2 separate regions of the Ovis aries genome follow, and region 1 is linked to region 2. A link is a contact called in public Hi-C data. All regions are on one chromosome and are shown on one strand. Each heading gives the region's core, a stretch centred on a gene start, on an enhancer-like site or on the middle of the called end of the contact. The rest is flanking DNA. Distances are from core to core; before and after follow the strand shown.

Evidence for each region. A called contact is a pair of places that touch in the nucleus more often than the background predicts.
Region 1: a contact with region 2 is called in a Hi-C map of hypothalamus, with 2.6 times the contacts expected there. The contact joins two enhancer-like sites. A contact is called at or near these places in 5 of 16 Hi-C or Micro-C datasets (hypothalamus, mixed tissues, muscle and 1 more).

Annotation. Positions count from the first base shown.
Region 1 is chr21:30,445,721-30,451,650 of ARS-UI_Ramb_v3.0, reverse strand. LOC105604063 (a long non-coding RNA gene) reads left to right here. Exons shown (of 11, transcript XR_009597930.1): 5 at 1-1,917; 6 at 3,525-3,667; 7 at 3,766-3,891; 8 at 4,121-4,243; 9 at 4,731-5,930. Among named protein-coding and RNA genes, the nearest start is that of JAM3, 14 kb to the right of the region's middle. Within about 2 kb of position 3,185, at least 15 of the 54 cell types and tissues checked have an H3K27ac peak or open chromatin away from gene starts, as enhancers often do. A contact at or near this core is called in hypothalamus, where this site is marked.
Region 2 is chr21:30,396,843-30,402,495 of ARS-UI_Ramb_v3.0, reverse strand. No RefSeq gene overlaps it. Among named protein-coding and RNA genes, the nearest start is that of JAM3, 35 kb to the left of the region's middle. Within about 2 kb of position 2,710, at least 4 of the 54 cell types and tissues checked have an H3K27ac peak or open chromatin away from gene starts, as enhancers often do. A contact at or near this core is called in hypothalamus, where this site is marked.

The DNA.
Region 1 (5,930 bases), core at 1,936-4,435, 49 kb before region 2:
TAGGCACCCAGGCAGAAGAGAGGATGGTGTCTTCTCCTCTGGGGCGTGTCCCTCTCCACCTGGGTCTGCCGGCCTGGCTCAGAGCAGCATAGGAACTCTCGTCCTTCTCACAGCCTGCCTTTCTGATCCCCACCTAGCTCTTTCTCAGCGGGTCCTGCTCATCTCAGGGCTCCTCGAGGTCCTTCCTTCTGGCTTTGCCGCCTGAGCTCAAAGCGGGCTCTGGCCCCCATGAAATTTCCTCGCATGGAGGAAGGGGCCCAAGATAGCAAGGAGGCTCCTGCAAACCCCCAACCAGCTCTCCCCCATCATACTCCCTGCCTCCCCCAGCTTTCCTCCCCAGCTCTCCCCACCCCCAAGTCTCTTGTCCACAGCAAATCCGGCCCCCGCACAGGCCACAGGGCAAGAGTGGCCACTCTCACAGTTGGAACAGTCATCCTCAGCTACCCATCCCCTGTCCCCTGTCCCTTCCTCTCCTGGGGAGTCGCCTCCAAAAAACACCCCTCCTCACTTGCCCACCTTTTCCAGAGCATCCAACCCCCGCACCTGAGGCACAAGAAAGACCACTTTCCTCCAGTAAGGAGCAAAGGACAGCAACCCTGGGCCCTCCCGGGGCCCCCAGCTGCCCCCACAGAAGCCAGGGCAAGGCACTTGACTCCCCCAGCACCCCCAGGGTCCCGGAGCACTGCTTTCTCCCAGGGCACGCGTCCCGCCCTGGGCCAAGCCACGCGTCCCGCCCTGGGCCAAGCCACCAGCACCCAACCCTCCCCACTCTGTTTACACAATCGCTTCAGGCCTTATCTGGGCCCCTTATCACTGTGTTGTGATAACCAAATAGGCTCTGGTGTCAGAGACAGGAAACTCAAATCTGTATCCCTCAGCCTGGAGACTGAGGCGGTAAGACAGCAGCCAGGGACCTGGGAGCCGGCTGTGACCTCACCTGGGGCCTGGGCAGACACAGGGTCAGAGGGCACGGGCGGGAGGCCCTTCCTCCCCCCAGCCCCGCCTGGTGCAGGACTAACAGGAAGGAAAGGAAGGCCTCCCCATGGGGCCTGTGAAGAAACCTAGAGCCCTTTCCAGTGGGAACAGATGTCCCAGTGCTATTTCCTCAGGGTGCCACTGCCTGGCCAGCAGGTAGGAAGGACTGGAGCCACTGGGGGGAAGGTGGGCAGCATCCATTCCGGCCCATCGGACTCCGTTGTCTGTAGAACAGAGGCCCCATTACATAAGTGCCAGCTGACTTGGTAGAAGCTATGACTAAGAAAACTTTCCAAAGACAGTTGGTGGCCCTCCACCCCCTCCAAGGGGTGAGAACTCCCCCCACAGAGAGGGGGCAGAGATTAGGGCTCCTCACTAGCTCCCTGGCCCTGACTCATCACACACACAAACACTCCCCAACACTCTTTCCCAAAACGGTTCCCACCCACCCGTCCACCCTCCCACCGGGGCTGGTGACAAAACGAACGCCCCAGAGATCTTGCCAAGTTCTGGGCCAGGCTGAGCCCAGGGAACACGAAATTCCCCGTGGAGTAGGAGGCCAGATGCCCACGGAAGCCAACAACGTCCATTCAAGGGACGGCCACCTCCGAACGCCACCAAGTTGGCTGTGTGGTTTCTCAAGTAGCTGGGGCAACTCTCCTTCCAAGAAGTTCATATTGGCTTGTAAAGGGGTCTTCAAGACCACCCTTCCCCTTCCCCGCCCTCCTTGTTTATAGAGAGTTACCCATCCACGCTGCAGCCCATGGGGTCACAGAAGAGCCGGACACGACTCAGCGACTTAGCAACAACCACGACCCATCCCCAGCTGGATCCATCTGTTCCATCACCAGTCGTCACCAGGCTCCTGCCATGTGCCATGAACAGTCCAGGCAACGGTGACCTGAAGACCAGTCTTTGCTCAAGAAGCCCATCACCACATTGGTGAGACAGGCCAGGAGGCAGCTGCGGGCAAACACTAAATAGGGAGGTAGGGGCGGAAGGCAGGTTCCAAGAAGCAGCAGACATGGGATGGGACGGGGGTGGGGGTGGGTTCATGGAAACTTACTGGGAGAAATGACATCTAAGCTGACATAGACAAAAGAGGGACATCCCGTTTCATTCACTAAGGGTCTGCTCAGCACATAGTGTGGCCAGAATAGGGCCAGGCGGGCTTCATGAAGACAAGTCAGCATCATGGCCACCACTGGAGCTGGTCACCTGGCGGGGGACGTAAGCTGAAAGGAGGCATGTGTGAGGCATCACCCAAGGGAAAGGTCAATGAGGCCCAGGGCAGGTCCAGGAGAAGACGAAAGGAGGGATGTGCAGGTGGGAAGACCAGGAAAAGCTCCAGGGAAGGAGTGGAATTTGGGTTCGTGGTGGGGGTGGATGGAATTTAGAGGTACAGATGAGGGGGGCACACTGCAAGCCAACCTAATGACACCAGCAACGTTTAAGAGCCAGTGATGTCTGGGGGACAAGAATAGACCTGTGTGACTGCCAGTATGGGAGAGGACCTGATGGTGGTGGGCGTGGCTTGAACACAAATCGAGGGGGGCCTTGTAACAGGTGGTTCAGAAATTTAAGGCGAGGCCCAGAGGGGCTAAGGAATTCTTTTGGTGTCACCGAATTAGTGGAAAAGCAATTTGAGTTCAACTTCAGCACTCCTTCTGCAGGCCCTAGGCTGGGAGGTGCCCCCTCCCAGGCTTTGGGCCCCTCCCCATGGCCCACTTCCCTCTCCCCTGCCAGAGGGGGGCTCCCCGCTCCTGGCTGGTAGACCCCAGGCTGTCAATGCAGGCTGCCCTGCTCTTAGTCCTGCATTTTTAGATGGGTATGGAAATGCTCTTTTAAAGAGGGGACAAAAGTTATCTCGAGGCCTGGGTGAAGGACCAGCCCAGCGCAGTCCAGCCTGAAATACCTGGAATTCTCCCAGCTGGCCCAGAGCCTCTTCCTTAACCCATCCAGATTGCGGACCCGTGGGTTTCAGGGTTAACCCTGTCTGGTTCTGTGCCGCGTGCACGTGGGTCCCCAGAACTCCCTCTGAACAGTGGGGCCAGAATAAACGCCTGGGTTGGAAGCCCCCACTCTGGAGTTAGGGCTGTGATGGTGAGAGCGGCCACGAGGTGGCGCCATGAGCCTGGCGCCCGGCTGGCCCACTAGCGGCCGACACCTGCTGTCGGAGCGGCGGCGGGGCGGCTGTCCCGAGGCCGCCACGGCGGGTTGGCCGGAGAGAACCAGACCAGGGCTGCTCTCAGCCCGCTCCTCTCCTTTGTCAGCCATCTAGGACCACGCGACTGGATCTTGCTCAGTGGGAGAACAGTGTGTGGGGTGGTGCGGTGTGCTGGAGGAGGGATATGTGTGTGTCCTTGCAGTTTGAGAGTGGGGGTGGGGCAAGGTCAAAGATGCCTTTTTTCTTAGCCTGATAAGCTTCTTGGAAACAAACGCCAAACCCTGGATATCTGCTGCTGCCCCAGAATCGGACATTTGAAGGGGCTATCCTGTAAGGGTTTGGATGCGTCTAATAAGCTTCCTTCTCTTGTTTTTTCATCCAGAACCCAGCCTTCCCAAAGTCCACGCTTCACCCACCTCAGTTTGTTTCTGTGGTTAAATATGCATTTCTATAAATGTCATTTTCCAGACCCCCTCTCAACAGCTTTCTGCAAAACACAGCTCAGACACACATCTGTGCACACAGGTCCGTCCTCCTGCCAGCCCCGAGTCCTCCCCCCCCAACACACACACACATCACCGCCCCACGCTTCTCACACAGAGTTCGTGCACATTATCTTACAGGCATCGCTCTTCGTGGGACGGCAGATGCGTGCCAGTGTGTGTGCACGTGAACACACACGTGGACACGCGCACTCACACACACACCCTGAGACAGCAGACACAGGGTGATGCTGACCCCCACCCAAGGTGAGCTGCACACCGTTTGACCTTGGGTGGGAGATTTGTTTCCATCTCACACAGGCTGGCTCAGAGCTCAGCACAGGGAGCTGGACCTGGACGTGGAGCAGAAACAGGACGGGCTGTCCTCAGCCCTAAGGAGAGGGAGTCAGAGTTTGGAATCTTCTGTGAGGTCAGGGATGAGGGAGACGCGCCTGTGCCAACAGGAGCCAGGAACGGTTGAACTTTGCCTTGGCAGGTCAGCCAACGGTCAGGGAGTTTGTTGATGCAAGAACAAAAGTTACACTAACGTGGAGCTGAAGCTGTGGGTGTTCAAAAAAGGGAAGGACCCGCAAGAGGAGGAAAGGACCAAACCACAGAGGTGGGAGCAGCGGCTGGGGACAAGAAGCCTGTCGGAGAACTTGGGAACAAAGACCGTGTTGAAATCTCAGATGAGGAGGGAGGGGATGGAAGCCGAGAGGGGCCCGAGGAAGACCAATCCAGGGCGGGGCGGGGGTGGGGGAGGAGGAGGAGGGTTTTGAGAATGTGGGGGCGGGGAGCCTGAGTGCCGCTATGGCGGCTCAGCTGTTACTTACAAGCACAAGCTCTTCTCAATCCTGATTAACAGGAATTAAGTGGCATATGGCTAATCCTCCCGCTTGCTATTAGTGCTCCCAGCCCTGCAGAGGGACCAGCGGCCCTCCTCAGCCAGGCCCCGGCATTCACACACCAGGGCTTCCAGCCAAGGGGAGGAGGAGGAGGAGGCTGGAAACTTTCTCTACCTCCCTGCACAGAATACCCATCCTCTGTACCTGTGCCCTTTGCCTTTCCTTCTTCCAAAATTCATTCCTGTCTGTTGTTTTATATAGATCATCACAGAACACCTCTGAGAGACCAAAGACCCAAGTTATTCTCATGAAAGAACTAGGAAAACAAACCCAGGGAACTGAGAGGATTTAACCCAGGACTGACCACTCGGTGGATGACTCTGGGGTTCTTGCGCCCAGCCCAGTCCAGCCCAGAACAGCCCTGGAAGATGGTGGCTCATCTGCTCCTAGAGGAAGGGAAAGAGGAGGGGGATGGGAAGAGGAAGGTGGGGAGGGGACAAAAGAAAAGAGCTGGAAAGATTTGAACTTCTGACCTTGGCTGGGGCAGAGCCAGGATAACTGAGGACCCCAGCCTCGTCCCAGGTGAGTAGGAATCAGACCCTGGGGTGATGAAGATTTGTGTGGAGGAATGTGCTCCCCGGGATAGTCAGAGGGTGGTGAGCAGTCAGGGAAGGGAGGGAAAGTGTGCCTTTCAGGCAAAGCCCCACCCCTAGCCTTAGCGGCTGCGGCTTCATCCTCCTGCAACAGAAGCCCTTCCCCACCGGACGGGCTGACTCCCAGGCACTGGGTTCCCTGAGCAGGTGGAGAGTGGCCTGGGGGCTCCAGGCAGCCACCACTGGAGGGAGGAACCGAAGAGGAGGAGGACAGAGCCGGCACCCCCTACTACTCACAGAAAGCGCCTGGCATCAGACTGAAATGTTTCTTCCCCTTCGGGGTTCACAGTCGAGAAGAAAGACAATTGCATACCGTTCACACCTATGTAAATTATAGTAAGCTATGATAGACACTATTTAGAGCTTCCCGATGGCTCAGTGGGTAAAGAATTTGCCTGCAATGCAAGAGACACAGGAGACTCAGTTTCAATCCCTGGGTCAGAGAGATTACCTAGAGGAGGAAATGGCAACTCACTCCAGTATTCTTTCCTAGAGAATCCCCTGCCCAGAGATACATGCTTTGGAACACAGGAGTAAGTGGTTAATTCTGCCCAGGGTGGTGGTGGTGGGGGGTGGGTAAAGGTAGGACTCGCTCCCCTGTTAGAAAGCCTTCCTAACCTCATCTCCTTCCAGATGCATTAGGAAGCTCTCTGCCTGGCACCTGAGGTTCTTTGCAGGGACCCCTTCACCTGCTCAACTGATCTGGAAGCCGTGCACTTCTTTTCTTTTAAGGAACACCTTGAATGTTCCAACTCCACGCTCTTAATTCCAAAAGTCTAAATTTAAACATTTGCTGTCCTCCCTATGC
Region 2 (5,653 bases), core at 1,461-3,960:
CCTCAGTAGGTTAGACGTAAAGCAGTGCTCCCGTTGCTCTGGTAAAAACACACGGGTTTTCTCTAAGCAGGGACCGTAGTCTATGCTAAGACATCTGCTGTGGGGGAGATGAAGACCTGAAACAAAGCTTGGGTCCCTTTTCCCTAAGGGAAAATATTTTGTTGTATTCTTCTCAGACATTCTGTCTGTTAAATGACTACTGATAAAAGCCCTGTGCTAAAAGTACTGGGAGGCTGTACTCATGCTTAACCTTTATGCATTTGAAGAATCTTTATTATAAAGTTTGAAATTTACAAATAACAGAAAATATTATAGTCAGGATTTTGACATCAGAGATAGGAAGCTATGTACTGACTATAAGGAACTGCTCACAGTGGCAGCTCCCGAGGAGAGGCAGTCAGTTGGGCTTCTAACAAGCCTGGCGGCATGATCTCTGGACTGGGTCAGAAGGGACTGGCCTGTGAGGGGAGCATCGGCCCAGGTGAGACCATGTAGCTGATTTCCGAGCTGAATGTGATGGTCCTTGGTGAGGGGAATGGTTGGCAGAAGGTTGGCAAAGGCCTTCAGGGAGAGAAGCTGGGGCGGGTGGAGCATGAGCAGGTGTGTGTCCAGCTGCAGATCCCACAGCAGTGCCAGAGCCTGGCCTCCCTCCTCCAGCTACCCTGCAAGACTGGCAGGCTCCCCTGACCACCTTCTGAGCACCAGCGCTCACAGCCTCAGCAACTTTTTACATAGCACTGACATTATATTAGGCACTATAAGTAACCTAGAGACGAGTTAAAGTACCTGAGAGGTGGTGTGGGTTATATGCAAACACTAGGCCACTTTATATGAGGGACTTAAGCACCCATGGATTTTGCTCTTGAGGGGTATCCTGGAACCAATGCCCTGGTTCACCAAGGCATTGGTTCATCACCAAGGGATGATTGTACATGTTCAGTGGAATATCTTTCAGCCTTAAAAGTGGAATGATGCTTCTTGTTACATGGATGTACCTTGAAAACCGCACCTGCCCTCCCCCACCCCCGCAAGAAATGTCAGACATAGAAGAACGAACACTGTAGGGTCCCACTTAGGTCCCTCGAGTAGGCAAATCCAGAGACAGTGGCCTGGAGGTTGCCTGGGGCTGGGTTCTGGAGAAGTAGAAGCTGCCGTTTGCTGGGGACAAATTTGTCTGAGACAATGAACAAGTTGTGGACATGGATGGTGGTGTTGACTGCACACGTGAATGGATTGCCACTGGGGTTATACATGTGAAGGCGATTAAAATGGCAAATTTTATGCTGTATATGTTGTACATATAAGCATAAGGATAAGCAATATTTTTAAATAGTGATGATGGTGAGGATGTGGGAAAAGTGAAAAACAGTGGGAATACAAATGCAGGGCCCTCGTGTCATATTCAGTTGTAGGAATCTCCCGAGATAAAAATGCTACATTTGGTAAAGGGGAAATCTTGACGTCACCCTGACTGACTTTCTGTCTTCACTAACCTTCAGTCAGATAGCAGAGCAGACTCCCTGATGCTCATGGTTCGAGAGTCCGAAAGCCAGACCTCAGACAGGATTGCTGAGTGACATGCACTGCAGTTTATCCGTGACCACACAAGCATCGCCTTCATACCCTGTGGTCACGAATGCAGTTATACCAGTTGATGTTTTACCTGACATATTCACTGAAGGAATTCAGGAGGCCTTAAGTAAAAATCGTTAAGTAAGTTTAGTTATTAGGTATATGATTCCTGGTGTGTGGGCTTCCCTGGTGGCTCAGACGGTAAAGAATCTGTCTGCTATGCTGGTGTAAATATCAACACTTTAAAAACTGTTACATCACTTTCTTGCATCCCCAGTAGATTCCAAATGCAATACTGATTTGAGGATCATCATTTTAGAAATAGAGACGTGTTCTCCAATTTATTGTTGGGATAATCATAGATTCACAGGAAGTTGCACAGGTAATACAGTGCACGGTACCCCCACTAAGTCTAAAAATAAAACTTTAGAAAGAAAACTTTCCTACAGTGAATTTTTGGTCCAGCCCAACTCTGGAAAACAGCTAGTTTCTCCCCGTGCCACAACATACAACAAGATTTTGTGCTCTTGGCCATTTGGCCCAGAGCAAAGGAAACTGATGTTCATACAAAAGTCTGCACACAAATGGATACAACAGTTTTATTCATCATAGCCCCTTGCCATGGGTGAGCATTTAAAGTGTGGGTGGATGGCCATGTACCCTCTGAGAACTTAACAGACTCAGTTTGGTTTTCTTTTCCAGCTCTAGGAGCTGAACATCCCAGGGGCCCTGTGGCACTTGCCTCATGTGGGAGATGTTGCATTCCCTTGCAGGGAAGTACCTGTGTGGGTTGGGAATCCTTTGAGGGCCTGGAAATATTAGGAATGGGACCTCAGGTGGGACCCCCCACCCCCCCAGCCCAGGAGGGAACAGCTCTGGGAACCACCAGGGCCTACTCTGTTCCCCTGGTCTGGGGCTTTCGATGCCATCCAACTTCCCTGGGGTGTGTGTCCTGGTCTGGAGGGACTGGCTTCTGACTTCCTCTCCTCTCTGGATGTATTACTGCTGGTCCCTGGTCAGGAGAATGGTTTGCAGAAGATTAGCAAAGGCCTTCAAGTAGAGAAGCTGAGCAACGGTGGGTGCATGTCCAGCTGCAGGCCCACCAGGCCCAGGGCGGTGCCAGAGCCTGGCCTCCCTCCTCGAGCTCCCCTGTAGGACCCAACGGCTGCCCTGACTGCCTTGCAAACACCAGCGCTCACAGCCTCAGCTCCTCCCCAGCCACCTGTTGTGCCCGAGGGCCCCCTCTCACAGCTCAGAGCCCCCGATTCCCACCCACCCTCTGCCATCCCTCCCCCGACCCCTGAAGATGCTGCCCTGCCTGCTGCCTGCTCCTTCCACTGCCACTCACCCTCCCACTGTGGTCCGACTTGGGCTTTTCGTCCCAGCAGCTGTGTAAGCTACTCTGAGAACCTTTGTCTCTGGGAAGGAGACAGGCACCTCCGTCAGGGGAGTTGCAGGGTTTAAATGAGATCATTTGGGTTAAGTCCTCACTCGGTGCTCGGTCAGCACAAGGTGAGTGCTGAGGACGCAGAGCCACGACTGCCGTGTGCTGGTGGGGCTCCCTCATCACCAAAGGCATCTGTGTCCAAATCCACTTGTGCTCAGAGGGCTTGCCCCTCCACCTGGGCTCCACCTGAGAGCGGGTGCCAGTGCCCCTGGATGCCCCCACCTCATCCCACTACCTGTCACCACGCCCACCAGACGGCCAGGCTCCATGCGCCCCCTGAACTGTGACCGATGGGGTCTAGGGAGAAAACGGCGTTGTCTGCTTAGAAACCAACGCAACAGTAACAGCACTGAGCTCACCAGTGAAGGGTGAGCAGTTAGCATTTATCTAGCAGTTAGTGTAACAGCAGGACCCTACAGGGCCTTCCCAGAACGCACCCCTGCTCCATACCCTCCGCCCGTCTTTCGTCCGTAGAAAACTTTAGTCAAAGGATAAATGTAATGAGGTGAGAAAATGCAGAAAGTCAACCAAAACAAAATCACAGTTTAACCATTAAACAAAGTCAAGGACTTTAGCTCCTCCTCAGGTGCTACAGATAATACCCTGAGCCATGTCCTTTGAGCTGTTTTTCAGAGACTGAAACCCCCAAGTGGAAAAAGTTAACTGTATACTTCTCACAAGCACCTGGGTGGGTTGGAACCAGGTTGAGGATATTGGTTCCTGATTACTTCACCAGTCAGAAGAATGTCTGCAACCTGGTTCCACACGCCTCTTGACCCCCTTCCGTCACCTGGTCTTTAAAATGTCCCCTGAAAGCCTTTGGGGAATATTTGGTGGAAAGCAGTGAAAAAGTTGGCTAAAAGTTCAACATTCAGAAAACTAAGATCATGGCATCCGGTCCTATCACTTCATGGCAAACAGATGGGGAAATAATGGAAACAGTGACAGACTTTATTTTCAGTTCTGTTCAGTCTCTCAGCCGTGTCCGACTCTTTGCGACCCTGTGAACTGCAGCACGCCAGGCCTCCCTGTCCATCACCAACTCCTGGAGTTTACCCAAACTAATGTCCATCGAGTCAGTGATGCCATCCAGCCATCTCATCTTCTGTTGTCCTCTTTTCCTCCTGCCCCCAATCCCTCCCAGCATCAGAGTCTTTTCCAATGAGTCAACTCTTTGCATGAGGTGGCCAAAGTACTGGAGCTTCAGCTTCAGCATCAGTCCTTCCAATGAACACCCAGGACTGATCTCCTTTAGGATGGACTGGTTGGATCTCCTTGCAGTCCAAGGGACTCTCAAGTCTTCTCCAACACCACAGTTCAAAAGTATCAATTCTGTGGCACTCAGCTTTCTTTATAGTCCAGCTCTTACATTCATACATGACTACTGGAAAAACCAAAGCCTTGACTAGACGGCCCTGTGTTGGCAAAGTAATGTCTCTGCTTTTTAATAGGCTATCTAGGTTGGTCATAACTTTTCTTCCAAGGAGTAAGCATCTTTTAATTTCATGGCTGCAATCACCATCTGCTGTGATTTTGGAGCCCCTCAAAATAAAGTCACTGTTTCCACTGTTTCCCCATCTATTTGCCATGAAGTGATGGGTCCAGATGCTATGATCTTAGTTTTCTGAATGTTGAGCTTTAAGCCAACTTTTTCACTCTTCTCTTTCACTTTCATCAAGAGTGATGAAAGTTCCTCTTCACTTTCTGCCATAAGGGTGGTGTCATCTGCATACCTGAGGTTATTGATATTTCTCCTGACAATCTTGATTCCAGCTTGTGGTTCCTGCAGCCCAGTGTTTCTCATGATGTACTGTGCACATAATTTTATTTTGGGGGGCTCCAAAATCACTGCAGATGGTGACTGCAGCCATGAAATTAAAAGACACTTGTTCCCTGGAAGAAAAGTTATGACCAACCTAGACAGCATATTAAAAAGCAGAGACATTACTTTGCCAACACAGGGCCATCTAGTCAAAGCTATGGCTTTTCCAGTAGTCATGTATGAATGTAAGAGCTGGACTATAAAGAAAGCTGAGTGCCACAGAATTGATACTTTTGAACTGTGGTGTTGGAGAAGACTTGAGAGTCCCTTGGACTGCAAGGAGATCCAACCAGTCCATCCTAAAGGAAATCAGTCCAGAATATTCATTGGAAGGACTGATGCTGAAGCTGAAACTCCAATACTTTGGCCACCTGATGTGAAGAACTGACTCATTTGAAAAAACCCTGATGCTGGGAAAGATTGAGGGCAGGAGGAGAAGGGGACGACAGAGGATGGAGACGGTTGGATGGCATCACCGACTCCATGGACGTGAGTTTGAGTAAGCTCTGGGAGTTGGTGATGGACAGGGAAGCCTTGTGTGCTGCAGTCCATCGGGTAACGAGCCAGAAACGACTGAGCGACTGAACTGAACTAAAAGCCTTTGGGGAACATTTGGCAGAAAACAACTAAAATCTGTAAAGCAATTATCCTTCAATTAAAAAAAAATCAGAAAAAAAAAAAAAAAAGGCTTTGGGGCCTCTGAGTCCTTTAAGCACAAGCTGCCTGAACTTCTGGCCAGGTCCTACAATAAATGCTGAACTTTTCTTCCAACAACCTGGCATCAATAGGTTGGCTTTTTTTAAAATTAGAGA